2 separate regions of the Sus scrofa genome follow, and region 1 is linked to region 2. The links are chromatin contacts, called in public promoter capture Hi-C maps. All regions are on one chromosome and are shown on one strand. Each heading gives the region's core, a stretch centred on a gene start, on an enhancer-like site or on the middle of the called end of the contact. The rest is flanking DNA. Distances are from core to core; before and after follow the strand shown. Region 1 holds the start of NDC1 (nucleoporin NDC1). Region 2 holds the start of TMEM59 (transmembrane protein 59).

What was found. Promoter capture Hi-C pulls out the DNA fragments that hold promoters and counts their contacts.
Region 1: a contact with region 2 is called in a promoter capture Hi-C map of liver, with 4 times the contacts expected there. The contact joins the promoter of NDC1 here to the promoter of TMEM59 in region 2. A contact is called at or near these places in 1 of 5 promoter capture datasets (liver) and 1 of 47 Hi-C or Micro-C datasets (heart right ventricle).

Annotation. Positions count from the first base shown.
Region 1 is chr6:158,456,609-158,462,082 of Sscrofa11.1, reverse strand. NDC1 (nucleoporin NDC1) reads right to left here and starts at 3,486. Exons shown (of 18, transcript XM_003356460.4): 1 at 3,151-3,486; 2 at 1,971-2,091. The coding sequence starts at 3,300.
Region 2 is chr6:158,258,713-158,264,322 of Sscrofa11.1, reverse strand. TMEM59 (transmembrane protein 59) reads right to left here and starts at 2,330. Exons shown (of 8, transcript NM_001044558.1): 1 at 2,023-2,330. The coding sequence starts at 2,211. TCEANC2 (transcription elongation factor A N-terminal and central domain-containing protein 2) reads left to right here and starts at 2,491. Exons shown (of 5, transcript XM_005665408.3): 1 at 2,491-2,747; 2 at 3,398-3,540. The coding sequence starts at 3,439.

The sequences.
Region 1 (5,474 bases), core at 2,237-4,736, 200 kb before region 2:
GAAGCAAAAGTTGGAGAGAACAAGTAATATTTGATGAGAAAATGGCATACATCAAAGGCAATCTGGAGAAAAAGTGGTACTAGGATTAAAGAACCCTTGGCCATGAAACGGCAGCAAGTTTTTTTCTCAGATGCCCATTCTGAACAATTAGTAATGGCTCTAGATTGCAATATTGACGATTCTGAGGTTGCAACTAGACAGCCAAGTTCGTAAGTGTGATGCAGAAGCAAGCAAGGTGGTTCCGGAAACACTTGTCATCCTTGTGCGGGCTTATGGCTTTACTTCATCTGACTCCTGGGACCCACCCAAGAAGTGATTGATACTTTTCAACAAAAAAAAACTTAAAATGATTTTAATTCTTTAGCAGCAATATCTCTTCAATGGCCCCAAGATAAAGCCTCTAACTCCTTGAAAACTGGTATTTTCTTCACAAAAATTAAATTGACAACATACTTCCCACTTTCCAGAGCACAAGAAATTTATTGTTACTGTTGCTACAAATGGCAAAAAAAGAATTTCAAGAGTATTTGTGTTCCTTAGCCTTAGGCAAGAATTTAAAGACTTCAAAACCTACTCTGGGAACATTTCTCTCTTTTTTTTAATTCGAGGGAGGCATAATGGAAAAACATAGGCTTTGAACACACAGACCTAGTTCATATCCTAGTTCAGTGACTTAGCAGCTGTTTTTCTGCACAAACTTATAACCTAGTCTCAGTTCCTCATTTAAGTAGAGATACTACTTCATTATCATATACAATTTGGAAAGAGTAAGTACTATACCTAAGATGCTTAGCACAGTGCCTGGCACACAGTAAGTAGCAATAATTGGTAGCTATTATTAACATAAAATATAGTTTAATGAATTTATTAGTTTTATTTATCTCCAAGGATTCTGAGAAACATTAGCCTGCTCCAATCTTTTCTTCTTCATCAATCTTTGAGTTTAACTCTATGTTCCTTACTTAGTCTTTCCCTCTCTTCTCTTTTCTCATCTTTCTTATCAGCTACAACATAGAAATGAAGTATTCTTGGAGTTTCTGTCGTGGTGCAGTAGAGATGAATCTGACTAGGAACCATAAGGATGCAGGTTTGATCCTGGCCTCGCTCAGTGGGTTAAGGATCTGGCATTGCCATGAGCTGTGATGTAGGTCGCAGAAGCAGCTTGGATCTGGCATGGCTGTGGCTGTGGTGTAGGCCAGTGTCTACAGCTCCAATTAGACCCCCAGCCTGGGAGCCTCCATATGCCGCAGGTGTGGCCCTAAAAAGACAAAAAAAAAAAAAAAAAAAAAAAGTATTCTTAATTTAGACAGGTTTTTTTAAAAGCTATGTCATATTTTCTATCTATGATTTTTTAATAGCTAAAAGGAACATTTCTTTTCCTTAAAATACAATCTCAATAAAGCTGCCAAACAGAAAAGACAAACAAAATTAAATTTGCATTTACGTGATCTTGAAATGAGCTTTCTGGTTGTGTGATAATACAGTCTCTGATGGGTTTACTAACCTTACTGTATAGTGAAAAGGTATATATTAGGAAAGGAATGCCTCAAGATTACCTCAAAATGAATGATTTGCCATTGTCAATACAGTAATTAAAATAAATTATTTAAAACATAATGCAATTTTTTTCAGAGTTCCCATCGTGGCTCAGTGGTTAATGAATCCAATTAGGAACCATGAGGTTACGGGTTCGATCCCTGGCCTTGCTCAGTGGGTTAAGGATCCGGCATTGCCGTGAGTTGTGGTGTAGGTCGCAGACGCTGCTCAGATCCAGCGTTGCTGTGGCTCTGGTATAGGCTGGCAGCTACAGCTCCGATTAGACCCCTAGCCTGGGAACCTCCATATGCTGCGGGAGCAGCCCTAGAAAAGGCAAAGAGACAAAAAACAAACAAACAATAAAACATAATGCGATTTTTATGTTGAGAAGTGGGTCCAATAAAATTGTTTTCCCCAAACTGAATATCACTTACCAGACAGCCACTGTATAGGATGAAATAAATCAATGCTGCTGACGAGTACATATACTGTGGTACAGATGGGCAGAAGCAGCACTGACCAGACAATACTTGTAACTATCCTCCAGCCCAAAACCTATAGTTAAACAAAAAAGCCCCTCAATCATGAAGTCACTTAAACTACTTCAGCTATGCAAATCCTATGTTTTCATACAAGATGCTAACCACTAGTATTTATACCCAGGTGACAGTCCCTGCAGCTATATATAAGCCCCACTGGTTACTACTATGAATAACATTACGTACCACTGCAAAATCTTGTAATATCAGTGAGTTGGTGCATTCATTAGTCAGAGTCAGGTGTCACACTAAATATCACACTTGGGGGGTAAGGGAGATCTTATTTAGTTTTACAAGTGTATTTTACAGCAACTTATACTTGTCTCTCTAGGTTTAATTGATATATAAATAAATAAATATCTGAAAGTGTATACATTTCATGGGAACCACCTATATATTATAATTTTGTTTACAATGATTAGATATGCTCTCCTTATTGGACACCTACTGCATTGTTTTCACATCTTAATCACCAGTGCCTATCATATCACTCTTTGCCCTCCCCAGAACGGATGCAGAACTGTCGACTGAATTTCAACCAGAAGTACCTCCTCATCTCAGGCCCACAGTGCACGCATTCCCCTAACTTGATAAAATACCCGTCTTCCTTAACTACCTAATCCCCAAGTCCAGCCTCTGTAAATGCATGCCACAGACTTTCCGATTATGGGCATTCTTTCCCTGCTTCTTAACCCAAGTAATCAACAAGTTACTGATTTGCACCTAGTTAAGTACACCACCCTTGCATACAACTCTTCCCCATTCCCTGCGCCAATTCCCATACTTCCCACTTTACAAGGCATAACAAGTCTGCTCTGAAGACGTCCCGCACGCACACTCTGTAATCAGCTTTCCCTAGCACGCCCCTCCCCCTGTAACCAGCTTCCACCCAACACACCTCCGGACAAGCCAGAAATCAGTCGCTCAGCTCTCCCCTTCCCCACGCGATGCCCACGCTGATACTCTAGGCGGCCCCTCCCTCGCCCAGCGCGCACGGGCTACTAGCGCTCGCCTGCCCAACCCAGCCCGAGCCCCGCAGCAGCAGAGCGACTGCCACCGTGCGCGCAGCACTCACGCGCCAAAGGATGTCCCGCGACCCGCCGGCGCAGGGCCGACTCGCAGCCGTGGCCATGGTGATGGCGGCCCCTACCCTGAGGAGTACAGAATACAGTGAGCCCGCCCGCCACCGCAGTTCAAAGGCCTGAAGGCCCCCAGAGGACCCCATTGGGGCTGCCTCAAACACTGCCTGAGAAAAGCCCGCCTCAGGCCCCAACCCATCCTTTCGAAGGTTCGTCTTTACAGGCTCAGTGGGCCAGAAATGCCCCGGAGGCAAATCCCCCAAAGGGAGCTGGGACTCCCTGGTCTGTCCTCGGAAACCCAAAAGGTCTCTCCGAGGCAGGGACCAGCGAGGCGCTAGAAATTGGGGGCGGCGCTGCATGCTGGGAACTGTAGTCTCGACGCCTCTCTCTTCCCCCTCCCCCCAGCAGGGAGGAGCGTTGCATTCTGGGACTCAGAGTTCCAAAGTAGGGCATGCTGGGAGTCGAAGTCTTCCAGTAGGTACCTTGTGGCCTGCTGGGAATCGTAGTCTTACATAAAGACGCACCTAGGCACAGTGTTGATTGATTAGAATTCTGCAATTAGAAAGACCTGGCAAAAGGATTTGCCTTCATTTCTACCTGTCTTACTTTATCGACCACCTGAAAGTGAAATCAAAGGATCTCGTGGCCACCTCCACAAAGACACTCAGTTTTACTGAAATGAAAATCTCCCTTTCGGGAAAAGATCTGGTTTCTAGTTCTAGCTCTGCCACTTGCCAGTTGGAGTATCTTGACCCACCTTGAGCCTCCTTTCTTCATCTATAAGGGTAAAAGTGGCATCTGATGATGTGAAGATGTAATAAAATGCTATACAAATATTGATTGTCATTCATTTCCTGCCAGTGAGGAAAAGGGTTTTTCACCAAGCTAAGTCCCAGTTAATGAATCCTCTGATTTCATCAGGCCTCAGTGAGAGTCCTCAGAGACCTACCACTAACACCTTCTAACAACTGGTTGTTACATACCACAGTTAACATTCAGTACTCTAGCAAGACAGATTCAGTGTTTTACTGACTTTGAAGAAATTGAGTCTAGTCGGAGAACTTGAGATCACATGTACAGCTCTGCAATGTCTGCTAAAAATGGTTTCCTGGGTTGCTTTAAGGTTATAACATATTCATTTCCAAAAACAAGTCAATATCAATCAAGTCTGAAGTACTGCAGGATAAACTGGGAATACAAAGGTTAAATCAGGAGTTCCTGCTGTGGAGCAGTGGGTTAATGATCCAGCTTGGCTCTGTGGAGGCGCTGGTTTAATCCCCAGTCCGGTGCAATGGGTTAAGCATCTGGCATTGCTGCAGCTGTGGCGTAGGTTGCAGCTCCAGCTCCAATGGATACCAGCTTCATGAGGGCAGAGACTTTGTCTATCTTGTTAATCACTGTTTCCAAAATACCCATAACTTAGTAGGTAATCAATAAATGTTTTGTTAAATGAATAAAAGAATGAATGAGGGAATGGAAGCAAGTAACTGCATTAGATAGTGTCTGATTCAGGACAACAGATTTTGTTATTTAAATCAAAGAGATTTCATTCACAGTATTGATAACAAAAGTACTGGAAGGGCTATAAGAGCACAGAGGAAGAACAAAAGGAAGTAGAACAGGAAGAGTAGCAAACAGAATAAATTATTACCCAAACATCAGAAAGATGCTACCACCTCAGCCTTAGAGCTCATCAGCCCATAGGCTTTGCTGAGTTGCCGAGGATAGTGGCTGCTGCTTTTAAAACCACACCAGGGCTGTTGCGCAGGAACTAAGGAGCTAGTACCCTATAACTGTTGAAACAACCACAACTGCCCACAACCACCTGCAGCTGCTCTCCAAGCCTTGGTTTCTTCATCAATAATAAGAAGATGTTGCAAGATGCTGTATTAAATGAGATTTTGTTTGTAAATTGTCTGCCGCACAGTAGACTTTCAATAGTAAATAACATTAGTTAAAAGATTACAGGCTTTGAAGTTAGATAAACATGGGTGCGAATACCTGCTCTGCTACTTAGTTGTTTTTAGATCCTGGGAAAGTCACTTTATCCTTCTTAACTTATGTAAAAAGAAGATTAAAAAGTATCCCTATAGTCAATGAAAGCAGGCCAAAAAGACACATACACTAAACAGATGAAACTGTAATCTAATCCCCCAAAATGGAATAAAATTAATTAAGAAAATGATACAAAATATGAAAGAATGATATTAATTAGTACTAGAAAAACTCAGGATTAGAATATACCACACCAGGTAGAAATAGAAATAAAGGAAAAACTACTATAGAAATGAAGGCTGAGTAGAAGGAACTCAACAGCAAA
Region 2 (5,610 bases), core at 1,081-3,580:
TAATACAGTATCCTGTTTTCTCGCAACAAATAATTAATTCTGAAAAAGTGGTTAAAATGAGATTTCTATTTGCCAGTTACAAATAGCAGACCAAGAGAGGCTATGTGGGCTTGTAATTTCATCTAATTTCTTACAATACCGCTGTTTTCTTCAAGTGCAAACCACAATAATTTGAAGGAGAACCAACAGAAATCAGTAAAATAAATAAATTAAATATTTTTAACACTACAACTTTATTAATAGAAGGCAGCACATTGTAGCCAGCTTTAGGCCTAAATTCCTACTACTCCAGTACTTTTAGGCTCTGTGACCTTGGGCAATTCACTTAACCTTTCAGAGCCTTGATTTCCTCAACTGTAAAACTCAACTTCACAGGATGAGAATTAGGGATAATGAAAGTAAATCTCCCATCATTCCTGGCTAACAGAGAACAGACAGTTAATACATTTTAAGTCCAGGACATACAGGGAGTCAGATGATTTAGAGTTTCTGGGGAGAACAGCTTTCCTGAATAAGTAAAAAAACAACTTATTGATATCACATCAATTTTTACAAAGTACTGGATGCTATAAAAGTACTTAACAGTTCCAGAAATGAACTGTTAATTATTTTCCTAGCACGTGTATTCAAATTACCACAAATCTGCTAGGAATATCTCAAAAAAGGAAAAAAAAAAATCAACCCAAACATCCAATAGCTAGAAAGATACACCTCATACAATCCTCTTAATTATGAGAGGTTTAAAGAAGAGAAGAAAATGATGTTTTCCGGAGCAGTACACACTGAATTAAGCCTGGAAGTCAAAATTGCTCATTTCTCTCTTGACTGCTATATTTGCCTCTGATGGAAAATTTGATAATCCCCTCTCCCACAATTTTTCTTGAAAACTGGTAATCCTAGCAATGTAAAAAAGCAGTAAACAGACATATGGGTAGTGAGAGCATTTACACTTTTCATTTCAAAAGCCTGAAAGTGCATGCAAACATTTTAAACCTGTCCCCCGTAGTCGCTTTGTAGTTTGAGAGAGCAAAGAGGGCTAGCATACAACATAGGGAAGCTGAAGGAAGAACAAGGGCAAAAAGACCAGCAAAAGCTCTTACGAAGAAAGGCCGTGGGGGGAGGGGCATGAAGCCAAATTATATATTCGGAAGGGTGGAGGAAGTCACTAAGGCAATTTAGAATGTTGAGCCAACAGTTTTTTAAGAAGCTGCAAAAACAACTTGAAAAGGGGAATTGAATTAAGGACAGAACCCGTGGGCAAAGGGTGAGGGAGAGGAGGAGATAGGGTCATTCTCTCTATAAGCTGAGATCCCCTGCGAGGGGCACTCTCATTTCGTTCCCACTCCACGAATTCCCTCTGCCTTCTGCTGCACTGCACGTTAAGTTCTCTGAAAGCAGAAACCTAACTGCTTTTTCTCTAAACCACCCCAGCCCCCCCGGGGGGGGGAGGCGTCTTGCACAGTTATTCAACACAGACGGAAGGCCCTTCCAGTGCAGTCTCCCAACTCTTTCTTAATACATTTCATTCTATGGTGGAAATGCCTACTTGTTTGACTCCGGGAACAGAGAGCACGCTCCCAGCCCTAAGACGCGCTCAGGGAACAGGCATTGAGAACAAACCTTTGGTGGACTGCTGTGGCTGCTCCTAGCCCTCTCCTTCCCACCGCTCCCCTCCCCCCCACCATCCCCGACTCCCCTGGAAGGTGAGGAGCTCGCATTAATCCTCCAGATCCTCCTCTCCCTCCGAGCGTACGTCTCCCCTGCCGCCCCGCAAGCCCCCAGAAGAAAGGGGTCCTGTCTTGCTTATTTTTGTGTCCCCGAGCCTATTATAAGGTAGGTGCGGCACAAACTTCCGGTAATCACAGCAGGATCGGATTGCGGGTAGGATTAGGGAAGAAAACAAGAACCACACGGATGAGAGACAGCGGCTGAAGGATGGACTGAAGAGCCAAACTCTCAGAACCGACAGCGGACAGATGAGCGGCCAGGGAGGGTTGTTAGCCCGGTTCGGACGGGCCCTACCTTGGGGTAGGTGTGCAAGGGGTAGGTCAACTGACAGGCCCGGTGACAAGATGCCGTATCACCCAAGACCGAGTCAAACGCTTCAGCGGAAGCAGTCCCTGGGCCTCCGGCCAGGGCCATGGTCAGCAACAGCAGCGGCAGGAGCCCCAGTTGGGCCCGGACCCAGAGGCTCCCTTTCGGCGCCGCCATTTTGTTTGCCTCTGTCACAGCAGCTCAGCTTGTTGCTGTTTTCTTTTCAAGGTTTCCTCCTCCTTCCAGGACCAGCCCCTTCCCCGCCCAACGGGCTGCTGCTTCCGCCTCCGCGGTCTACTCAGCCCCGCCCAGACCCGCCCGAATCTGCTGCCTTCCGCCGCACCTCTAGGTCTATAAACTTCTAGGTTGGCCAGAGGCGGTGCACCCAACTCTCGCGAGTGCTAGAGCGAAGCGCTCCTTCCCTCCGCGGGGCACGCTGGGGCATGTAGTTCTTCGCAAGCGGGAGACGCACGGTGGGTCGAGAAAGTTGGTCTAGGAGAACTACAGCCGTCTTAGAAACGCCCGAACTCGCCCCTTCGCGGTGCACTCTGGGGAGTGTGATTTGGTTTAGCCGCTCCCTCCCGCGTTCCGCCTTGGAGCTCCGCTGGCGGGTGCAGGCTTTTCCGAAAAAAAGGAAAAAACAAAACAAAACAAAACAAAAAACCACGGCGGTGGGAGGAAGCGTCGGCTTAGCTCTCACCCCCACAGTCCAGGTTTGGGCCCTCAGAGGGTGGGTTCTGGAGGGGTCCGGCTGCTTGCAGGGCTGCTTTTCCTGGTGGGTCTCACAGGACATCGTTGTTAAGCTTCCCCTCTGGGCTCCTGCGTGCTGAGAGCAGAGGAAGATGGTGTTTCCCTTTCCTCTAGGGTCCCGAGCACGACAGTCTTGTTTAGGGTCCTTTGACCACCCAGCAGGTCCTGGAGATGACTGGTTTTTGTGAGGACCGGCTGGTTACTAGGGAAACTCTTTGGATTGTGACTTTGGTGGGGTGGTTATTAAGAGAGCTTCATTGAACCCAGGGGAACTCTAACCTGCCACAACCCAACCTAAGATGGAATAGGCTTTTCAAGTCACCAGGCTCCAACCCTGGTCCATTGTTGGAAGGCCCCGTGCAGCGTGCACTTCTGAAAGCTGGACATCTCCTAATTCAGGAAGTAAGACCGGTCGTTGTATACGGATTCAGTTTTTAGGAAGATGTTTCTTTTACATCTTCTTAAAAGAGGAAATCTTCCTGTAAATTCCAGTCAAGGGTCCTCTTAATTCAGGAATGCTTTCAGAGTTATAGAACCCAATTGGGTCACTTTAGGGAACTCACATCACAGAAGTTTTGATGAGGTTTTAGAATCTGCCCTCTTTCTTGAGCAGTACACGGTGCAAGCACGTGAAGGTAGTTGGAGTTCCTAGCAATGGATAAATTTGTCATTCGAACGCCCAGAATCCAGAGTAGTCCTCAGAAGAAAGATCCTGGAGGAAAGATTTACAAGCAGGCCACCATTGAATCTCTGAAGGTGAGAGGGGCTCTGGGAGTGGAGAAAATGTGCCAAGGACTATAATAGCAAGAAGGTCTGGAGGAATTCTACTATGGAAGATCTATGAATTATTTTTGCTATACGTCCCCCCAAATTGTTCCTGACCACTCCTAATTTGTTTCCCTCATAGTCTGTTTATCAATTCCTGCACTCCCTTACGCCTTTCTAATTACTTTGGCTTTGTGGTGTGTTTTTCCAGCTCGTAAGATAAGCCCCCAAAGTTACTCTTTTTTTTGCAGAATTTTCTTGTCTGTTAAATGGAATATTCATGTACCAGGTATGAGTCTGTGTAACCCTGTGCAAACTCAGTAAGACTGAGTGATAGTACAGTTCCCTCGTATCTTGTTGGACAGAGCAGTGTCACATGGCCTTCACAACTATAGTTCAGACTAGAAAAGAGACTGTTTAAATGGACTCTTTGCAACCTCAAACTGATTTCTGTTAGCAAGGAGGAAGTAAGGTATAAATACAGGATAGACAACCAAGAAGGAATCAATGACTCTAAAGTACCCAATTAATGGTCATTATTACTTCATTAAAAACAAAAAACTGGACTTCCCTGCTGGCCTACCTATTAAGGACTCAGTGTAGTCACTGCTGTGGCTGGGGTTTGATTCCTGGCCTGGGAATTTCCACATGCCGCAGGTGCAGCCAAAAACAAACAAAAACCCCTCACCAAACCAAAAAGTTCTTTTTTAAAAATCAAAGTTTAGTTGATGTGCAGTGCTGGGCCAATTTCTTTGTATGGCAGTGACCCAGACATACATATATATACATTCTTTTTCGCATGTTATCTTCTATCATGCTCTGTCACCAAAGGTTGGATATAGTTCCCTGTGCTATACAATAGGACCTCATTGCTTATCCATTCTAAATGTAGTAGTTTGCATCTACTAACCCAGTGGGCCAATTTCTTTGTATGGCAGTGACCCAGACATACATATATATACATTCTTTTTCGCATGTTATCTTCTATCATGCTCTGTCACCAAAGGTTGGATATAGTTCCCTGTACTATACAATAGGACCTCATTGCTTATCCATTCTAAATGTAATAGTTTGCATCTACTAACCCAAATTCCCAGTTCATCATCCCACTACCTCCCCCTTCTCTTGGCAACCACAGGTCTGTTCTCCATGTCTGTGAGTCTGTTTCTGTTTTGTAGATAGGTTCATTTGTGCCATATTTTGGATTCCACATATAAGTGGTATCATATGGTATTTGTCTCTTTCTGACTTACTTAGTATGAGAATTTCTTGTTGCATCCATGTTACTGCAGTGGCATTATTTTGTTCCTTTTTATGGCTGAGTAGTATTCCATTGTGTATACATACATCCTAATCCATTCATCTGTCGATGGACACTTAGGTTGTTTCCAGGTCTTGGCTTTTGTGAATAGTGCTGCTATGAACGTGCAGGTGCAAATATCTTTTTGAATTGTGGTTTTGTGTATCTCCTGATAGATGCCCAGGAGTGGAATTGCTGGATTATATGGTAGTTCTGTATTAGTTTTCTGAGGAACCTCCATACTGTTTTCCATAGTGGTTGTACTAATGTACATTCCCATCAACAGTGTAGGAGGGTTCCCTTTTCTCCACACCCTCTCCAGCATTTTTTATTTGTAGATGTATTAATGATAGCCATTCTGACTGGTGTGAGGTGGTACCTTATTGCAATTTTGATTTGCATTTCTCTAATAATTAGTGATGTTGAGTATTTTCAAAAACTGCTTGTAATTAGTTCCCTTGGTCTTTTGAACCTCTCCTACATTACTGAATTTTTCTTTTCGGTTCCCTTTTTTTGGTTCCTCTTTTCTCCACTAGACTCTGCTCCCCAGATTTTTGTTACATTTACTTTTTTTTTTTCTTTTATGGGGCCGCACCTGGGGCATATGGAGGTTCCCAGGCTAAGGGTCAAATAGGAGCTACAGCTGCCAGCCTACACGACAGCCATAGCAACGTGGGATCCGAGCCGAGTCTGTGACCACAGCTCATGGCAACGCCAGATGCTCAAACCCACAACCTCATGGTTACTAGTCGGATTCATTT